2 separate regions of the Danio rerio genome follow, and region 1 is linked to region 2. Evidence: chromatin contacts called from public HiCAR-type data. All regions are on one chromosome and are shown on one strand. Each heading gives the region's core, a stretch centred on a gene start, on an enhancer-like site or on the middle of the called end of the contact. The rest is flanking DNA. Distances are from core to core; before and after follow the strand shown.

Region 1 (6,667 bases), core at 2,623-5,122, 220 kb before region 2:
AACAAGCCTGAAATTGTAATTTGCTGTTGCTTGCTACTAGACTGAGTGTCACTTGCAATACTTTCAGCTGACTTTTTAGCAAGACACTCATCACTACATTGTGTTCATTCAAAGGCAATCACACACAGACGGCAGTCATGCATTTGCTGTGGGCAGGGGAAATTAAATAATACAAATATATTTCATATCGCATACCCTTAGCTAATTGCAATGTTTCAAATCGTGACTGGTATTTGATTTCGATTAATTGCACAGCCGTATTAGACAACTTAATCTGATTCAACTTTAGGTCATCAAGATTTTTTTTTTTTTTTTTACAGTAGTCTTGTCTTGCATACCGTTTTTCAACTACTATGTAGGTAATGGGTATGTTTGGACAAAAAAGTCACTTAATTTATTTCTAAATGAATGATCCATTTGAAACAAACCATTTGAATTAACGATTCAACAAATCAGGGACTTGCCGCCACCTACATGTGGTTTTAGTGTCATATGTTACCATATTTATCCATCCATGGTAGGCCTAACCAGTTAAGGTACCAGCAAAAAACAAGCAACATGACTGTATGTTAGACTCCTCAGATCTACAGTATTAATACTACTGCAAGTTGTGCATGGCAAAAACGCAACACACACACTTCAGCAACCCCACCTGATACACATCACAGCAAGTTAATGGAGACAGACACTCTCTGAGCAACTGCAGTCTTCTGACCGGCCCATATGATGAATTATCTGGAAGCTTTCTCAGTAATTTCAAATCTTCATAACAAGTGCTTTTGCCTTAGGAAAAATTAATGGAAACAAGATTGTCTTTCATTTGAGTTGATTTAGCCGCCTCGGCAGCCAGATGTCTCTCTCTGGGAATAAAACAGTCGGTGCTTAAACAAAGCCCAGCAAAAAAATACCTTTTTTTTGCTGCTCGTGTTACAAACAAATCAGCCGGCGCACAATGGCCATCTGTTTGTTATTTGATATGTGTGAATACATGTTGTAATGACTTTGTTTGTGAATCAGTCAGTGCACTGGAACACACGAGAGCTCTCCAAGTGGCGGAGTGTTTGGAGCTAATCATATAATTGGACACAATAGTCAATGACAAATGGAGTTGCACGGAGCCAGCCAGCTGGGAAGTGAATATGTAATCATTGTAAAATCATATCATTTTGCATATTTGAAGACAGCTTAATAGAGTTTGCTTGTCAGCACACTATCAAGTGATGATCAGAGTGGGCCCGCGGTGTGTGTTTGGTGGGATATTGCTCCACCGCGTCTCTAGTGACTTCAATGAAGTTCGTACGGTGTTGTTTTTATGCCTCAGCTGTTGCAGTTTTATATTGTGATATGGGAATTATAATGGGATTCTACTGTTCGTGAGCACTTATACTAGAGCCAAATTCACAAATCATATAAAAAACATGACTGGAACTGGTAGTGTCTGACTAGCTTCCTCTGACTACTCAAGAGGAATGTGATTCATGTTAATGGCTTAACAGTGAACATGTTTGAACTCCAGACTTGTGTGATTATGACTCAGCATCCTTATCGAAAATATTGGCATAACCAATAAAAAATAGGCAGTTTCATCAGACATGATTCACAATTGTTCATAATGACAAGTACTATTGTGTTGTTCTAAAGACTGAAGTACAATTAATGTGAAAAAACGGTTGTAATAAGTAATATGATGAAGGTTGCAACAGATCTTTTCTACCTATTTGGGGTGTATATTCAAATAACAGATTTATATTTAATCACTCAATCACTCACTACACAGCCTAATGGTTTTTAAAAAGATTGCTCAGTCATTCATTCATTTTCTTTTCAGCTTAGCCCCTTTATTAATCAGGGGCCGCCACAGCGGAATGAACCGCCAACTTATCCAGCATATGCTTTCCGCAGTGGTGCCCATCCATACACATCCATACACACTCATTCACAAACATACACTATGGACAATTTAGCTTACCCGATTCACCTATAGCGCATGTCTTTGGACTGTGGGAGAAACCGAAGCACCCGGGGGAAATCCACGCGAACACGGGGAGAACATGCAAACTCCACACAGAAACAGTTAAGTGACCCAACCAAAGCTCGAACCAGCAACCTTCTTCAACCTTATGTTTTAATTTAAAAAATAAAGTTTAGTAATTTTATTATTTATAGTAATTTAAAGCTAAAGTAAGTAGCTAAGAAATGTCCTGAAATATTATTAGGTATTTTTACAAAATATCCCTACAGAGGTCTTTCATCATATTACCTCAAATTTGTATTACAACTACCAAATTAATTCATTTTTCTTCGACTTAGTTCCTTTATTCATCAGGGATCACCACAGCTGAATGAACCGCCAACTTATCCAACATATGTTTTACACAGCGGATGCTTTTTAAGTTGCAACCCAGCACTGGGATACACCCACACACTCTCACATTCACACACATACACTAAGAACAATTTGGCTTAGCCAATTCACCTTTAGCGCATCTTTAGACTCTGGGGCAAACCGGAGCACCTGGGAGAACATGCAAACTCCACACAGAAACACCAACTGGCCCAGCTGGGGCTCGAATCAGTGATTTTTTTTGCTGTGAGGTGACAGGGCTAACCACTGAGCCAACATATCAACCTCTAAACCAACAAATTTTTATGCAGAGTTTTATCATACTTATGCAGGGGCATTTTGCACCATGTGGTCAAGCTTTTAAAGAATCTGGTCTGGAATTCCCAGACATCCCCAAGCAGAGAGAAAAAAAAACCCATATCTTATCCAAAAACCATGCCAAAAGTGGCATATTGGCCTAATGAATTGAGGTGCATAATGGTGTTTGACAGCGATTGGATGGTGCCCTTCATTATCTCTACAGCCACAGAAATCTCAGAAAACGCCTCATGCGGTTCCCTGCGGTGCTTGTATTTACCCTTACTGGCTTTTGCATTAAGATCTTGTCTGGTCAGAAGTGGGGAGAAAGACCTTGCGCTCTTTAATCCATATCATAAGCTGTGATCTCCCAGAGAAAATGCGTTCAATGCAAAAGACAAGTCCCATTGACCCGTCAGTTAGTAGAGGAAAGGTGAGGAAAACATATGGCTTTGATTACAGCGGCGGCTATTTTAGCGGACAAGCCTGATGCTGATTCACACGCAGAGAATAGCAGCACCATTAGAGGGCATAAATAATGTACAGTCCTTTTTCTACACTACTCAGCTAAGTGCCTTGAAACCTTGGGCTCCACTTGTCAGGTTTTTCAATAGATTAGGACAAGATTTATTTTAAGTCTGTAAAGTAGCATGTTCCTGACAGCGTTCAGCAGGGATCGAGTGTTGCACGTGAAAGCACGGCACCCTGGTTTAATTGTAGCGGCACTGTGGAGCAGACAGGCCTTGTGTCGGATCGGTTAAATATTTAATTCAGTCTCACTTAAACTTCCCCATGATCCATCGTATCACACCAGCAGAACACGCGAGGCGGAATTACAACAGGGATAAAAGACATGAAAGTTGTAATTCCAAACATGGCCCTTGCTAGAGCTTACAAAGAGAGATTTGTGTTAAGAAACAGATCAGAGACTTTGCCCTGTCTTTTTTCGTCAGTTTCCTTCGCTCGCTGAATTTGTCTTTCTCCCACCCACTTTTCGCTCTCCGTTCCCTCTTTCTTCCTCTCTCAATCCATCCCCCGTCCCACTGAAGTTGCAACTGAGAAAACAATTAAATCCAATTTAAAATTCGACTACATGTCTGTGTCATGCCTCATTATGGGAAGGTTTTTGGTATTCAAAATAATTGAAACCTGACGCGTTAAGTGCGCGGGCGGACTCCCACTGCAGGGCCCAGGGAGCCGCAGACAGAAGAATGATTGTGAAAGAGAGAGAGAGAGAGAGAGAGAGAGAGGAGAGAAAAGGAGACCACTTCAGTGTGACAGCGCGGGGCAGCCGTGTGTAGGGATCTGACAGCGGGGAGGGTTCTTGTGTGTGCGCGTCACGTATCGGCCTCCGAGAGCTCAATTACAAGATTGATACTCAGAGAGGAAACTTCATTTTGCTTTACAGATGTCGGCACCGCCAGAGAAAAGCGAGGCTGTTGTTTAACATAAGACGGGTTTGTGCAATGAGAATAAGCTCATGTGAAACTAAAAGGCCTTTTATTTGCCTCTAATATCAGAGTTACGTTTCTTTAGGTCTATTTCATTTCACAAAGCCTTACTTTCGACTAATAATAAAGTCTAGACTTCACTGCACCTTGAGGAGAGAAAGTCTGACTGACACTGAAAGTAACCAACTATAGCCTGTTTGGTTTTTCTGTAGTATTTGGGCTCAGTGTTATCTGAATTAAATGATGCAACATTTTGAGGGATGTAAACAATGAAAAAGGTCCTAACTATTTTCTGTTTTACATTTTTAATGTCCATAGCTTCCGAGAATCCAAAAACGTCCACATATTTGTAAATGATCCTTTGGCACGTGTTTTAACATAAAGTTATTATTGAATTCCCTCTTGTTTCAGTAATGAAGTAGTTTAAAAGCAACCAGGAAATTTTCATGGGCCTACAGTATGACATGACCACATTGAAATGGTCTATAGAATGGAATGGAACAAACTAATTTAAAGATCTTGTGTATATAACTTAAAGTAAGTTACTCTATGTAAGATAAATTGTGAAAATACAGTGAAATGTATACAGAATTCAAAAGTTAATTTTTTTAAATAGTCTAACTAAATATTGTCTCTTCATTTTTCAAAATTGACTTCAATAGTAACAGCTTCAATCACTTAGATTAGTTGTCTTGAATGTTATCTTGAATTTGTAGGGAATTTCTTTATTTTTTATTTTGATTGCACCTTTGACCTAAAAATATGTTGCAGATTTTGGTGTTACAAATAATATACACTTTTTTTTTTGCTTGTTCAAACTACTTATTTGAAATGAGCTGAAACACAATTCTTGAGATTTCACTGAGACAACTACATTTTTTATGGTTCAATCCACATAAATTTGTTAAAAGTGTAAAGTTAACTTAATATATGTTTGGACAACATGAATGAATTTTGTGAAACCCAGCATTTTTTAAAGTGTATATATATTTTTCTAAACATTTAATTAAATTGGTGGAAAGAGACATCAGTTTGCATGTGTGTTATATCCAACTTTTATATCATTGAGGTTAGGTGTTTTCACTTGTCCTAAAAAGTCAAGCCAAAACATTTTACATATAGCGTCCCCAAGTGGCTGGTTGCAGTATATATCAAAAATCAAGTCTGGGCCATGTATATGATAAGAATGTTAAAGTTAAACATTAAATAAATTTATTCCAAACATTGTTTTCATCATTTTAGGTAGTTCTTATAATGCTGAGGTATGTTTAAATGTTTTTTTTTAAACAAGTTTGCTTTTAGATATTAATAAAAATGTGTGATCTTATGATTATGTGGTGTGATTGGGTTTGGGCGTTTAAGTTGAAGTCACAACAGAATTATGCCGAGTTCAGGCTGCATGATGTCATGTCACAGATATTTTCATACTGCATGACTATCCGGGGAGGCGTTTCGCCGCTGCCTTGTTTACACTGCAAGATGGATCGGCGAAAGGGGGTTTCACACTGCATGACTTTACAATAGGAAGAATCACCGACAACTTTGTCCAAACTACGTCTCACAACCAAACACACATGAGAAGTGACATGGAAACAGGTAGAGAATGTACTTATTTTGCTCAACTGGCTTTAAAAAGAATTAGCAATTTCTCCTATAACATTTTTTTTTTTCAACTCGGACAGACAGACACGGGTGCTCCTGTCAAATTGACACTATTTTTTTCTTCATTTCTCGGGGCAAAATAAACTAAAAATGAGTTGGCCTGCAGATACCAATACTAGTGGATGCTGATCTCTGATTGGCTGTAGGTGATTGTTAATGTTATTTTCAACCTGAACACATTTCACACGGCATGATTTAAATCGCCGACAGGTCCAGATATCTTGCATGCCAAATATCTCATGGGTGTGGACGACTCATCTGCGATTCTCTCAGAACGCATCTTTGGTAGTTCACACTGTAATTGTTACTCATGTGAACGAGAAGCGATTTGATTTCAGGCATTTGTTGGCGATTTCTCACAACCTGTCGGTGAGTCAAAATCGGTGCTAAAATCACAGTCTAAACTCGGCATTATGCTCCCAACATCATCATCAAATGCAAAATGACAGCAGCCACACATGGGATAATTTAGCTTCAATGTCAACTGCGGAAGGAAATAAAAACTATACTTTAAATAAAACAGAAATATAATAGGAATAAAGTCTATAGGATACACTGAAATAGAACTAAATTCACAAAATCTTTCACTGTTTTTTACTGCAGAACTGTTTTCCAGCATCTTTCATGTAAACAAGCCGCAACTTGGGTATCACAGACAATTAAAAACCACAAATACGACATCACTTGTTTGTTTATCTGCATGCGGCTCATAATTACAATATTTTTACTCTACTTGAAGGCCACATAAGGTCTACTGAAGTCTCGCGCTGATTATGATGTTCAGAAGAAAGCAGTGCCAGACTGCATTTGCATTTGAGTATGGGCCAACACTTGATGAAGTTCTGAGAACATCTCTGTTTCTTTTCAAAAGACCAAAGGGCCATCTCTATATTTTCATCTTAATTTGATTACG
Region 2 (6,447 bases), core at 2,255-4,754:
AGTGCTTACACAAAGGTTTCCACGTTATTTGCTTGGAATTGATTTTAACACTTAAACAGAATCCTAACTAAGGGCTTATGTGGACCAGGCCATCTGCATTTCTCCAGACACACACACACACACACACATACACATATACATGCTGGTCTACTGACATCTAGAAACGCAGAAGCTGGCAATGTATTTCCAAACAAAGCATAATTTGTTTATTTCTACCCAACAAACATGCTGTACAGCGTCCTTATGAGCGATTAGCAATGTTGTTCTTCAAAGGTCCTTAAGAGGAGTTTGATGCAGTTCTCGCCCGTCCTCCCATTAATCCAAGCTCAGTTAAGAGTCTGCCATCTGGACGTGTGTTGCCAGCGATAAATATGATTTAGAGTTGATTCCGACATGCGAGTGAGTGTGTGTGGATTTCAGAATTAAAGAGCACAAACAAATGTGGAGTACAGAGTAAATTAATACCTCTCATTTCAGAGCTCCATAACAAAACCCCACCCTTAATTACAGCCTGTAATCATTTCCCCAAACACAAATATCAAGGAATTCAATTACCATCACAGAGCTCTTGCAAAAATAAACTGATGGCATAACTATAAAATATCTCCTCACACGTGTCTGGATGATTCGGGACGTTCCTCGAGGCATATAAAACTGTACACTAGTTGTTTCTTGACTACTGCATATGGGGATATAGTTATTTTTGCATCTGACATCATTTTGTGGAAGTGTAACGGCATGTGTGAATATCAGATAATGTTAGATCTAATTACCTTCCGTTTGAGCCTCGGTTGTTTTTCAGCTGTGCCAAGCAACAGTGACCTCTACAGGGACTGAAGATGGAAAAGACAGATACACTTTTGACTTCCTGCTGGAAACTCCTTGAAGGGAAGAAAAACAGAGGATCTTGAATAAGAAAAAAAAAAACATATTAAAAAGCTATAAATCACTGTGAATTAATTAAAGGTTAAATAAATATGGTGTAAAAATACTAGGCAGATTGTGATACAAAACAGTAGAGTACATGCAAAGTACAGGACAATAAAAATAAAACAAATGAAGAGTTTAGATGTAAAAATCTCTGAAATTCACTTGATATTTTCTTCTAAAATTAGCATTTTTCTCTGACTCCCATGTGTAGGCTCAGTAATTTAACTTTTATAGTGACGAACAAGTTCTTATTGCCTTTCAAGTGAAATAACTGAACATAAACATAGAAGGCTGATTAAAAAATGCTCATTTTAGGTGAACATTTCCAACAGCATTTACAGGTTTTTGCATTTGAACTCTTCAAATAAAAATAGAAGCCTAATTTATTCCTTTATCAGGTTTTACAGACTTTTTAAGACCATTATGAAGAAAATTCCAGACTTACGCAGGGCTAAAAGCTAAGGATTTTTTTCTAGTTGCATGGTTGGGCCAATAAAAATGATTTTAAGTTGCCTCATTGAAACAATTTTAATTTAGTAATATCTTAACCACATATTTTAAATGTCAAAACAAGCTAAATCTAGTTAAAATCTTTGCAAAACTATAATAAACTAAATGTATGCAAACAAAAGTTATTGTAAGAAAGATAATTACACAATATTGGTAAATAGAGTTAAATATTTAACTATTAGCAAAAGTTTTATTTAGATTAGATTATTTGTTGAGTGGTTGGTATGACTGGGTAACTTTACATAGACGAAAATTAAGACCTGTTAATTATCTAAGACCTACAACTCAATTTCAGTAAATTTAAGACATTATGTTTTGGAAATTTAAGACATTTTAAGACTTTAAGACCCCGCAGACACAGTTTATGTGTTATATTTCCAGTAGTTCATGCTTTTTTTAAATACTGTATGTATTCTGTAATGTTTAAAGTTCATAAAAATAATAAACAAAGATTTTCACAAAATTATATCTAAATTATTGTTGTTTTTTTGTATTTTGTATTATTCATTTTCATAATTAATGTCAATATTATTATTTCATTGGAATTGTTGGTAAAATGTACTAGCAATTTCTTAATAACATATTTTATTTTTGTACATTTATTTGATATATTTTTATAATTTATATTTTTTATTTTATATATTTTTATATTTAGTTTTTTGGATTCTCGGTTTCAAAATACATATTTGTTATTATCAACGAATGTATGAATGTACATGAATGAATTTTACTTCTATTATTATTTTGCATTAATATTTATTGAAGTACCCAAAAGAAAAATTAATTTTATGTTTTTATTCAACTTCTGCAACTCTATAGTAATATAAATTAGATATTTTTGTTTCTATATTTTTACATGTAAATTTTTATATAATTTTTATATTATAATAATATTAACATTTATTTTTGTCAACTAATATAAAGTCGCAATTATTAGCCCCCTTTTGAATAGTTCTAGAGAAAGTCTTATTTGTTTTAGCTGCTAGAATAAAAACAGTTTTTAATTTTTGAAAACCCTTTTAAGGTGAAAATTGTTAGCCTCTATGTATTTTTTCGATACTCTACAGAACAAACCATTGTTGTACAATAACTTGCATAATTACCCTAACCTGCTCAGTTAACCTAATTAACCTAGTTAAGCCTTTAAATGTCACTTTAAGCTGTATAGAAGTGTCTTGAAAAATATCTAGTCAAATATTATTTACGGTCATCATGGCAAAGATAAAATAAATCAGTTATTAGAAATTAGTTATTAAAACTATTATGATTAGAAATGTGTTGGAAAAATCTTCTCTCCGTTAAACAGAAATTGGTAAAAAAAAAATAAACAGGGGGGGGGGGGGGGGTGGGGGGGGGGGTTAATAATTCCGACTTCAACTTTATATATAGTAAAAATAAAAAAATAAATAATAATAAAAAATAATAAATATATATATAAAGTAATTGTGTTATATAGTATATAAGTAAAAATATTCCATATAATTGTGAAATTTAGTAGCGATACACAGATGCAAAATATGCATAGAATTAAACCTGCAATTACATTCTGTAAATGAATTTGCATTCAAAAATAAATAGTATTTATTACTTATTTCATTGTTTTATTTATCCAAACAGTCCCTAACCATACCCACATCCCACCTCAGCAACAACAAAATAGTTTTTTAATGCAACATTTTTGTGTTTTTATTTATATTGTTGTTTTCTAATGCAAATAAATATTAGATTTTTTTAAATGGTAGAGAATAATAATTACCGCCATCCTATCATCTATTCTATCGTTTAGTACATAATAAACTAAGATGGTTTTATCTGTCCAGTGGTGCAGGAGCTAATCTCCCTGAAGATGAAGTCTTGGACAGGTCCAGGTGTAACGCCAGCAAAACCAGCAAGTGTTGCCAAGACATTTCTCCCTCGCTTCTAAACTTCAGCACAGGAGGACAAAGTGCCTTTCACAGAGAGAGAGAGAGAGACGGGAGAAAAGAGAGGGTGCCAAACAACACTAGCCACAGCCAAAGGGCCGTATCAAGCCGGAGGAATGACTGATGGAAAGATAAGGGACAAACCAAAGAGAGCAGACCAAACAGGAAAAGCAGGCGAGCAGCAAATGGACGGGGTGTAGCCGGAGCGCATGGTGGACGCTCACGTTGCATGGATCTGCTTTTGTTTAGTGCACACAAGAAAAGCACTTTTTTTGTCTAATAAAAAAAACATTCCGGTAACTTTTCTCTTTGTGGTGGATGTAAAAAAAAAACAAAAAAAAAACAACTGAATAGCATTTCTAGGTCTCTGTGATGTTTTATAATCTGTAATCTGAATTGCCGAATGCAGTCATAAAAATGGATTTTACTGTATAAAGTAATGGAATGTGCCCAATTTTAAAAGAATAAATAAAAAATAATACAGTAAACTTAATCAAATCGCATTATTAAAATACAGAAAAGGCTATCACATAACGATCTTAAATAAATTCAGTTGTTTTTACAGTAACATTTATAATCTGTAGGTGATTTTGTCTTTACCTTCCACACACAGTTAGAATTATCTTATCTCTTGAATACTAAAGAAGGTTTTTGAATAAAGCTTTTTAAAGGACTTTTTCAAGATATCTTCTTTTGTGTTCAACAGAAGAAAAAAAACAGGTTTGGAACAAGTGGAAGGAGAGTAAATGAAAACAGAATTTTTAAGTTTTGAGCGAAATATCACTTTAACTTCTTCAAAATACATGCTGTTTTGTTCATTGTTGAAGCATTGGACTGTAAAACCATCAACTTTATCAAATGAAATGAGTGTAGTTAACTCAAAATTTACTGACAGTTAATTCTCATTTGAAAAGAGTTTTGAACTCAGTGTTAAAGATAATGAGTTAATTTTTTACCTCATTACTTCAACTTAAAAGGAGTAAGTTCACAGTACTCATATAGATTCGTTTTTTACTCAAATGGTTTGCTGCAATCGGTTTCCTAAAACGGTTTAAGTTGCCTTAACTAATTGGGTTTTACAGAACTCAAATTGCGGTAACACTTTATAATAAGGTTTATTAGTTAATGCATTTACTAACATGAACTAATCATGAACAACACATGTAAAGCATTTATTAATCATAATTGAACATTTACTAATGCATTATTAACATCGAAGTCCATGCTTGTTAACATTAGTTAATGCACCATGAGTTAACAAACTAACAATTTTCATTAACTAACGTTAACTAACATGAACAAATACAGTAGTAAATATATTGTTCATTATTTGTTCATGTTAGTATATTAAGATTAACTAATGAACCTTATTGTAAAGTGTGACTCAAATTGCTTTGTGTACTTAAATAGATTAAGTTCACAGTACTCATTAGGATTAATTTTTAAACTTAAATGGTTTGTTGCAGTCGATTTACTTGAATGGTTTGAGTTACCATAACTTATTGGGTTTTACAGTGGATGAATACAGATATTAAAATGCTACACATGGGAAATTATACTATATTTACAATAAGTAGAAATGTTTGAGAAATAAATCTCTATATCGATCATTTCTCTATACAGATATACAGTAGATCGTCTCCTACACTAAAATACAAATTTCATTGGATTTACTACATTTAAAGTAGCTGCAAGCGATTTATATGGGCTGAATTTAAACAAACAAATTTAGTTTAACATTGCTAAATTTCATTTGTTTAACAATTGTGCAACGATTGTTTTAGTGTATATTGTAAAATAAAATGTGCTAAACAAATAAAAAAAATTAAATCATGAAAACATTTTAAATACATTAAAAAACACAATATATTTCATAGCGTACCTAAAGACATAATAGTATAAGCTGTAAAATGATCTAAAATTAATATTCAATCATAAAATGTGAAATTGATTATATGACTTTAATTAAAATGAAGCTTTTTGATATATTGAAAACTGGGGAGGGAAATGAAATTGCAGTTTCGGAAAAATATGTTTTTAAATAAGTTGCATCTAGTAAGCAGATCACTCAAGCATAATGAGTACATAACATATTTACTAATAATATTTAAGCAATCAATCTCTGTATCAATCAGATGTATACAGTAGATCCTCTCCTACACTGAAAAAAATATACATTTGATTAACTACATATTTCAGGTAAGTGGTTGCAAACAATTTATTTGGGCTGAATTTAAAGATTTTTGAAGAAATTTAAGATTACTAAATTGATTTTGTTTGTTTAAATTCAGCCCATTTAAATAGTTTACAACAATTTAGCAAAAAAATAATATTTATATGCCAAAATAAAATGTGTTAAAAAACTAATCTTTTAAAACATTTTAAATGGATTAAAAAATACAAAATACATCATAGAGTACCTAAAGACATAATTGTATAAGCTGTAAAATGTCTAAAACAAATATCCAATTATAAATTGTGAGATTGTTTGTGGGGGGAGGGGGAAGGGATATGTTTTTAAGTTGCATCTAGTAAGCAAATTGCTCAAGCATAATGAGTACTTATTTACTAATAATATTTGAGCAATCAATCTCTATATCAATCAGATGTATACAGTAGATCCTATATAGTAAAAAAATGTGCTAAATAAATAAATAATCTAAATTATGAAATATTTTATTCCCTAAATATGTCATTGTTTAAGCTGTAAAATTATCTAAATTTTATATCAAATTGTAAAATGAGAAATTGTTTATTTGACTTTTTTATATTTACAAAACTGAGGGAAAAAATGAAATTGTACAATTTTGTAAAAATATGTGTTAAAATAAGTTGCAACAAGCATTTATCTAGTAAGCAGATTGCTCAAGCATAATGAATAGGTAACCTATTTAAGGTTTAAGCAAGAATGTGGACATATTCTGTGCTGTTTTTTTCCTCTCTGTGCACAAATCTATGTTGTGCCCTATTCCCCACTGCTGCCGAGTTTTCTTTTGCATTCACATTCAGTTCGGCAACATCCAATCCTCCAGAGAGCCAGCATTGTCCTCCTGTGTGTCCCCTGGGTTTGCCATCACAGAGATGC

Evidence for each region. HiCAR-type assays count read pairs that join an accessible place to other places.
Region 1: a contact with region 2 is called in a HiCAR-type map of caudal fin, with 7 times the contacts expected there. The contact joins two enhancer-like sites. A contact is called at or near these places in 3 of 18 Hi-C or Micro-C datasets (hematopoietic stem cells, skeletal muscle and an unstated tissue) and 1 of 4 datasets of contacts at active chromatin or transcription factors (caudal fin).

Annotation. Positions count from the first base shown.
Region 1 is chr9:32,759,451-32,766,117 of GRCz12tu, reverse strand. The region is part of intron 1 of LOC137496481 (a long non-coding RNA gene); the gene reads right to left. Among named protein-coding and RNA genes, the nearest start is that of gpr18, 9.7 kb to the left of the region's middle. Within about 2 kb of position 3,872, at least 20 of the 62 cell types and tissues checked have an H3K27ac peak or open chromatin away from gene starts, as enhancers often do.
Region 2 is chr9:32,541,763-32,548,209 of GRCz12tu, reverse strand. LOC101887159 (a long non-coding RNA gene) reads left to right here. Exons shown (of 5, transcript XR_012385485.1): 5 at 3,261-3,658. It also overlaps a transcript of dachd not described here. Among named protein-coding and RNA genes, the nearest start is that of dachd, 25 kb to the left of the region's middle. Within about 2 kb of position 3,504, at least 7 of the 62 cell types and tissues checked have an H3K27ac peak or open chromatin away from gene starts, as enhancers often do.